Regions from separate parts of the Capra hircus genome. Here all the other regions are linked to region 2. A link is a contact called in public Hi-C data. All regions are on one chromosome and are shown on one strand. Each heading gives the region's core, a stretch centred on a gene start, on an enhancer-like site or on the middle of the called end of the contact. The rest is flanking DNA. Distances are from core to core; before and after follow the strand shown. Region 1 has its middle 22 kb from the start of TARBP1. Region 2 has its middle 9.6 kb from the start of IRF2BP2. Region 3 has its middle 40 kb from the start of TARBP1.

Region 1 (2,700 bases), core at 160-2,659, 100 kb before region 2:
CTGGAATCAAGATTGCCAGGAAAATATCAAAATCTCAGATATGCAGATGACACCACCCTTATGGCAGAAAGCGAAGGACTAAAGAGCCTCTTGATGAAAGTGAAAGAGGAGAGTGAAAAAGCTGGCTTAAAACTCAACATTAAGAAGACAAAGATCATGGCGCCCAGTCCCAACACTTCATGGCAAATAGATGGGGAAACAATGGAAACAGTGAGAGACTTTATTTTCTTTGGCTCCAAAATCACTGCAGATGGTGACTGCAGCCATGAAATTAAAAGACACTTGCTCCTTGGAAGAAAAGCTCTGACCAACCTAGACAGCATATTAAAAAGCAGAGACATTACTTTGCCAACAAAGGGTCCTTTATTCAAAGCTATGGTTTTTCCAGTAGTCATGTATGGATGTGAGAGTTGGACTATAAAGAAGGCTGAGTGTCAAAGAAACAATGCTTTTGAATTGCGGTGCTGGAGAAGACGCTTGAGAATCCCTCGAACTGCAAGGAGCTCAAATCAGTCAATCCTAAAGGAAACCAACCCTGAATATTCATTGGAAGGACTGATGCTGAAGCTGAAGCTCCAATACTTGGCCACCTCGTTAGAAAAGATCCTGATGGTGGAAAAGATTGAAGGCAGAAGGAGAAGGGGACAACAGAGTACGAGATGGTTGGATGGTATCACCGACTCAATGGACATGAATTTGAGGAAGCTCTGCGAGATGGTAAAGGACAGGGAAGCCTGGCGTGCTGCAGTCCAAGGGGTCGCAAATAGTTGGACACGACTGAGCAACTGAACAAAATTGCTCCTTCCGTGAAATGACTGCAGATCAATGGTGTAAAAGCCCGGATGGTGCCCGCAATGTCACCTCCTGGCCACCAGATGGCGCGCGGCATCCACAGTGCACTTGCGCGGCCTCTGCCTGCCCCAGCGCTGGCCCGGGGCCCAGAGGAAATGTGTTTGTGTGTCTCCTCTTAGGGAGCGCCCTGCAACGTTTTTACACTTTACAAAGCTCATCGGCAGAGGAGCATGTGAAACGGCACACGGCACAGCTGTGCTCTTCCTGTCCTGTCCCTCGCGGGGACACGTCAGCAGCATTTCCCCTTGTCTGTAGAATTTCGGAGCCTTCTTGCCCATTTGTTCTCAGAACTGGAGCTAGACGCGGGGAGGACTTTGCTTCCATTTTGAAACCCACAATCCTGCTGGAAAAGAAGAGGAAAAAAATATCCCAAGATTGTGTATGAGGGCAGGCACGTTGCTGGCGTGAAAACAAACTGCCAAAACTTTGTTACTCTGGTATTCTGTCAGCTAACACAGTGGGGTGGAAGATTTTGACGTCATCCCAGACCTCAGCCCCAAAGAGTTAATGATGTTACTCATGCCACTGGGGCCGGGAAGAAAGACTCGCGTTTTGGGGTGGTTGCTGCTTGCCCAGAGCTGTGGAATGAGCTGTGAGGCTGAAGGCCAAGGGACTTGGGCCACCCATGCAGTGAAATAATCCCCCAGAAATGCGCTGCCTGGAGTGGAAATGAACAGTCATTCCAGGGCATTTACTAAATATTACGGACAATCATTCAGGCTACAGTTGGTTGGACTCTCAACACTGCAAATCTCACATTTGGGATACATTACGCAGATAGCAGGAAATAATCGAAATCAAACAATGGTCAAGTTCTGGGTCATAAGCAGTGAAGCCTCTTCTTATTTTCTGTTCCAATAGCAATGTATAATTAATAACCTAGTTTTTGACTGGAAGGAATATTTCAATATATGGGTGATGCTTTCAGAAGGGCCTCAGCGAGTCACTTTTTATTTCCTTCTTTCTCTTTCTGAAGTAGGGCCCTGAAAGGGAAGACAAAGGCAATATTCAAATATGACCTACATTTTTGACCCAATCAGAAACGTGTGTGAATCAAGACAAGCAAAACCTTGGCACCTACTCTTTGTCTGGCACCCTGTCCCATGTCTGAAAAGTACTTTATTATTTCATCTTCCTGACAACGACTTAGTATTTGGCATTGCCCCAGGTTTTCAGATGAGAAATCTGGGCTCAGAGAGGTTAAGTCGCTCGCCAGAAGTCACACAGCCAGTAAATGCGAGAGCTAGAAAATAGACACAGGTATTTTGGACTTGAAGGCCTGGGTTTGTTCTCCTTCGTCAAGGCATTTCATAGACTCACAGAACCTTTGAGTTAGGAGAGGTCTGGGAGGTCATTTAGATAAACCCTCTAAATCATGCAATAATCCCTTCCGCACTGTTCTCTATAATTGTAAATATAAATGTGCCTGGAATCAAAAGCTGAAGCTTAGAAAGAAATAAGAGCAAGACTTCAGAATGCAGACAGAGGGCCTAAATAAATGGAATAGATTTTGTTTCAATTTTATTTAAATATTTTTAAAAATGGATAATACACACAAGTGGGATGGTCATAATATTCTCAAGTGCCTCTGTGCTATAACTAAAAATGATGCAGAGGAATGCTACTATCTCAAAACACCTTTCTGAACCAGAAAGCTAACTTTCTGGTGAAAAGCTCCCCCTCTATACTGGAGGCAGGTAACTGCAGGCGTGAGGGTAGGGGACTGGCCTCAGGCCACACAGCAAGCCGGTGGCCGAGCTAGAAATAGAACTGATGGCTGTGTGTCCTAGCTCTGCCCTGCCACCTCACACTTAGTCCCTTGTCATGACCAGCGCTGTGTGAATTTGG
Region 2 (2,700 bases), core at 83-2,582:
AATGCTGAGGTGTGTTTTCACAAAAACTTGAATTTGTATCTCTCAACATAGTTTCCCCTCAGAGCTTTGTGAAGGAGCAGAGCAGGCTGTGAGTACATCGCTACTGTGTCAAGAAAAACAGGCTCCAGCCAGAATAACTTCCTAGGAATCAAATTTCCACCGAAAAGGCTTCCAGGTTCCTCGATAAAATATATAAGGAGTGGACTGTTTTGTATGATTTCCATCTCAAGCTTCTAAACTGGTTTTTGTGCCTGCTATCTAGAAAGAAAAATATGTTGATGAAGGCAGTCTTTTAGTAGGGTTGTGTCTAGGTATTCTTAAGCCTGGAGCAAAGATTTAATTTTTTTTTAGATTCCTGTCTATCTTCTGCAATTCTTTCTTAAACAATGTCCGAAAATGTTATACAACTCTTAGATCACAGTGAAGCTCCTAGGCCCCTGCCCCAAGGCTAGTAATGAAGAGTCATTTTGTTAAAAGGATGGGCTCATGCTTATTATTATTTTGGAAGATACTGCTACAGAGTATTAAATTCAATAATTAACAAAAATTAGAAGTTAATTAATTGGTGGCACCTCAAGGGCCCACTAGTAGAAAAAAAATTTTTCTAAGGTATAAGTTTTTCTCTAAAAAGACGACTCTCTTTTAGCAGTCAGTTGTTACAGACTTAATCTGGCTTGGTAGTACCCACAGGAGCACACCCTGAGATTTACTTAATAAATACATTTGTATTAACGTGTACCGTGCATCAGTGTTTTTTGCTAATACAGTTGCCCCTTAAGCATGAGTGCTTACTCCACCAGCATGGAACATTTGCCTTATTATAGCCACAGTCTTTAAAAAAAAAAAAAAAGGCAGCATCATGATTTCCAAAATGGGAGTGACATTTGGGGCCGCTCTTGTCATGTGCCATCTCCAACTTAAGACAAATCTACCCTGTACTGGTTGGCCCGCGTAAGGACCCTCGCAGGCGGCAGGCACGGCTGTTGCCGACGAGCGTTTGATCTTTTCTGGGCAGCCGAGGGCTCGCCACACCCCTGGGCTGGCTCCCGGGTCGCTTGCTCGGCCTCGCTCAGCAGGAGCCAGACCTTTTACTTTATTTGGTCCATCACGAGGTGACCGTCCAGGGAGCGCGCTGGCGGCAACGCACGGCCTCGCGCCCGCACATTCCTCCCAGGAACGCCGGCGGGGGGCGCGAGGGCTCAGGCTCGGCAGGGCCGCAGCTCCCCTCTAATTATAGCCGCTGCAGCTGGCTCGCCCTTGGGCCTGGCGCTCAGTGCGGGATGGGCCAGGGAGGCCTTGCGGGGCGGGTGCGCCGCCGCTGCTTCCGGGTCCGGGCCCGGCCCCGCCCCGCCATGGGCCCGCCCCCGGCCCTCTGGCCCCGCCCCGGCCCCGCCCGCCGCCGGGTCCCGCCGCGGGGTCGCGCGGAGCCACGTGCGCAGATAGCGGCGCGGGGAGCGGCGCTGTGCCGTTTGTGCTGCCCGGGAAAAAGTTCTAGAATAAATAAATACGGGCGCGGCGTGAGTCAGGGTGCAGCACTGGAAACCACAGCAAGGTCTCCTCGTGGGCGAAGGCCTTTACGCAGGCGGCTGGAGAGTCCGGGAGCCTCCGCCCCTTTCCTTCCCCTCGAGTCAACAGGGCTTGGCTGAACCGGCGGTTGTTTTCTTCCTTTTAAAAAACGCCATTCTGAGCAACCATAAAAAGTGGAAAAAGATCTACAGTTTCACAGTTACGACCTAGCTCCCATATTTTCAACCGGCCTCTTGATTTACATGAAGAAAATGGTGTCCCGTGGCCCCTTTGGTGCGTGATGGCTGCCCGTTGGACCTAATTAAAGCGCCTTGAGTATAGGCTTGTGTTCCTATGTCAGAATTCCACCAAAGTTCCGGATGTAAGCTCCGGAAGAGAGTCGGTTCTCTATAGAAGAATTTAGCTCTGACTATACTTTCCAACTCCTGGAAAGAAACCAACTCACCGTTAAGTCTTGTCGGTACGCGCCCTTCATCCAGAAAACACGCACCCTACCTTCGGCATCGACTGGAACTCCAAGGACGGTGGGGGCTATGGCCTCTCAGCTGTTCAAAGCCTAGAGTAATGTGCCTCCTTAATAGGTGTTAAATAATAACAGCGACAGCCCATATGGTGCTTGTTAAGACAGTAGTATTCCAAAACTTCCCTAATGACTGTGACCCTCCTGTGAAATTCTGATTTCAATTGTATGTGAGTTACAATAAATCTTTATCTTTTATCACCGAAAAAAAGCTAATCAAATTGCTGTTTGGAGGCTGGAGTAACAACTTGGGTTAAGGCATGCAGCAGCCTCTTTCTACTTTGCAGCTCTCTCACGCTGTAGAGAACATGAAGGGCCCAAGGCCAAGGCTGTGTGTAAAGAAATGCTGATTTATTCAAGTCCTAGACAATCCTTACTCCTACGTTTCACTTCTCTGCACAACTCTCACTGGTACGGTTTAATATTTTAAAATCCTACGATAAAGGAAAATAAAGCTCAGTGATTTTGAGCTTAAAAATAATTTGAGTTAAAAATAAAAGTAATTTGAGTTACAAAAACTCTTTCCATACATTAAAATAAATTTAGGCCCTTCGCTCCGGGGAAATGTTTCAGGATTTTTGTTTTTCTTGGCGAGATCGCCACATTTACAGTGCAAAATATTCTGCTTGCACTGTCACAGGAAAACTGTTTTC
Region 3 (2,700 bases), core at 153-2,652, 81 kb before region 2:
CACTGTAGGAGAATTCACAGAGTCCAAAATTTTCAGTGACACAGCCAACCCCCACCTCCACCCCCCTGCCACGTTGGGGGGATGCCTGTTGTATATCCATGTACACTAGTAGGTAGGTACCTTTAGTCCCTAAGTCTTGTCCAACTCTTTCCGACCCTGTGGGCTGTATGCTGCCAGGCTCCTCTGTCCGTGAGATTTCCCAGGCAAGAATACTTGAAGTGGGTTGCCATTTCTTTCTCCAGGGGATCTTCCTGACCCAGGTATGGAACTTGGTCTTTTGCACTGCAGGCAGACTGTTTGCCAACTGAGCCACCAGGTAAGCCCCTTGTGTACACTAACAATGACTTGAGAACAATAGTTGCATATATATTAATAAAGGTAGGCCATTAAGTTTAAGTGGGTCTTTATCCAGCCCTAATTCTGGTTTCAGTTCATAGCATATCTGTGAAGTTTTTTTAGTTATTACTGTGATGTAAGCTTCCTGAAACCAAGAAGTGTTATCAGTGTTGTTCAAAGCTGTATACTCAGCAAACTCAACAGTCCCTGGATCATAGGCAATGCTCAAAAATACTTCCTGAGTGACTGAATTTGTATACGTGGCAGCCACTGGGATAGAAGGTGGCTATTGAAAAATTGAGAGCTACTTTGTTTCCAAAATAATTTCAGTGGACTAAAAGCCGAAACAGCAGAAATACCACAGGCGTCAAAAGTTTTGTGGGTTTTTCTTGTAATGATTTTTATCCCCAAGGGGGTAAAAGAAACCCCTAAAATCTGTGTAGGGAACACAAAGCAAGCAAATTCCCCCTTAAAACATGTCTATAGTAATAGCTTTCTCCGGGCTCCACGGGAAAGGTCCCTCAGAGGACCGTAGCAGCTCCCCCATCTTGGGAGTGGCCTGGACAAATCAGTACAACAGAGACCCAATAGGCAACACACCAAAGAAACTGTAACGGCGGATGGAAGGGACTTCCGGGGTCCTCCTGGCCGAAGGCAGCGTGTCCATCCGCAGGTGGAACGCATGTGCGCGGTCGGTGTGCGGTTTGTGATTCGCCTGTATCCCTGCCGCTGCGGAAGTGAGCTCAACAGCAAAAAAAAAAACAAACCCAAAAACAAACAGAAACTTTGCTGTGGTTTCTGAACACTGGGGTTTCCATAGGTGACCCAAGAGGTTTTGTAACTTCCACATGAAGCTATTTGCCAAATGACTCACTCCAGAGCCGGAGAAAGATTGATCCACCCCCGTCAGCCTCCTCTCTGTTGTCATGACCGCCAGAGAGACACTGGGGAAGGAAAATGGGGATATTCCAGTTTTTCCTGTGTTCCAGTCTCTCAGCTCCAGTCCCTCTGCAGGGAAAGGAAAACTCTGGGTACCAGGTTCGTTTAGCTGATCCTTGGTGCGGTGAGGCCAGCCCTCGCCTCTTCTGTCACTTCTCCAGGTACTAAGGACCCCAGGGAGCTCTGGCCAGCGTAGTGAAAGTGAAGTTGCTCAGTCGTGTCCGACTCTTTGCGACCCCATGGACTGTAGCCTACCTGGCTCCTCTGTCCATGGGATTTTCCAGGCAATAGTACTGGAGTGGATTGCCATTTCCTTCTCCAGGGGATCTTCCCGACCCAGGGATCGAACCCGGGTCTCCTGCATCATAGACATACGCTTTACCGTCTGAGCCACCAGCTGGGTCCCCCTGCCCCTCGGTCAGGCACCCCGTGTGCACGTCTGTGTCCATGAGTGTGTGCAGGAGGAATGTTCGAGGAAGTCCAGGCGTGACTCTATAAACAGTTTCTCACTCTTCAGTTGGTAGACCAATCCTTTAGGGACCATTCTCCTGCCTGAGAATGTTTGCATCTGGAATATAGTGATCGTGAAAAACACTAGGTCCTCTTCTCAGAGATCAGTCAAACCCTCTCTGCACCGCAGCCATGAGAATGCCACCATTCCTTTTTTTTTTTTTTTTTTTGCCTTTGCTGGGTCTTTGTTGTGGCATTCAGGCTTTTCTCTAGTTGCAGCGCCTGAGGTTCTCTTGTGGAGCATGGGCTCAGTGGTTGTGGCTCCGGGGCTGAGTTGCCACCTGGCATGAGGAGTCTTAGTTCCTCCCCCAGGGATGGAATCCATGTCCCCTGCACTGGAACGTGGATTCGAACCATTGGATCATCAGGGAAGTCCCCCGTTCTTTTGTGCTGCTTCTGTCTTTTCCCTGCAGTCATGCCCTGTGGTTGGACTGCTTGCTAGACCTAGGTGCCCCCAGCCAGGGCTGTAGGTCACTGAAAGCAGAATTTGGGGTTCCCCAGCTAGGATAGGCTGGCTCCACCCTCTATAAGGGATCAATGTTGATATGTAGCCCCATCAAGGTGTAGGTCATCTGTGTTGTTTCCACCGGTCGGTCTCCTTGTCTGCAGCTGCCCTTCCTTTTCACCAAGACCAGATGTTGATGACTTGCTAACTGCAAAGGTTTGTCCTTCTAAATGGTCTCCTGGGACTTCCCTGGTGATCCAGTGGTTAAGATTTCACCTCCCATTGCAGTGGGGGCAGGTTCAATTCCTAGTCGGGGAGCTGAGATCCCACATGCCTCTTGGCCAAGAAAACAAAACATAAAAACAGAAACAACATTGCAACAAATTCAATAAAGACTTCACAAATGGTCCACATCCAAGAAGACCCTTTAAAAAACAATCAAGTAAATTCTTTTATGAATTCTGTCTGGT

What was found. A called contact is a pair of places that touch in the nucleus more often than the background predicts.
Region 1: a contact with region 2 is called in a Hi-C map of liver, with 4 times the contacts expected there. The contact joins two enhancer-like sites. A contact is called at or near these places in 2 of 5 Hi-C or Micro-C datasets (blood and liver).
Region 3: a contact with region 2 is called in a Hi-C map of liver, with 2.1 times the contacts expected there. The contact joins two enhancer-like sites. A contact is called at or near these places in 2 of 5 Hi-C or Micro-C datasets (blood and liver).

What each region holds. Positions count from the first base shown.
Region 1 is chr28:38,062,045-38,064,744 of ARS1.2, reverse strand. No RefSeq gene overlaps it. Among named protein-coding and RNA genes, the nearest start is that of TARBP1, 22 kb to the left of the region's middle. Within about 2 kb of position 1,409, at least 5 of the 5 cell types and tissues checked have an H3K27ac peak or open chromatin away from gene starts, as enhancers often do.
Region 2 is chr28:37,962,188-37,964,887 of ARS1.2, reverse strand. No RefSeq gene overlaps it. Among named protein-coding and RNA genes, the nearest start is that of IRF2BP2, 9.6 kb to the right of the region's middle. Within about 2 kb of position 1,332, at least 5 of the 5 cell types and tissues checked have an H3K27ac peak or open chromatin away from gene starts, as enhancers often do.
Region 3 is chr28:38,043,428-38,046,127 of ARS1.2, reverse strand. No RefSeq gene overlaps it. Among named protein-coding and RNA genes, the nearest start is that of TARBP1, 40 kb to the left of the region's middle. Within about 2 kb of position 1,402, at least 3 of the 5 cell types and tissues checked have an H3K27ac peak or open chromatin away from gene starts, as enhancers often do.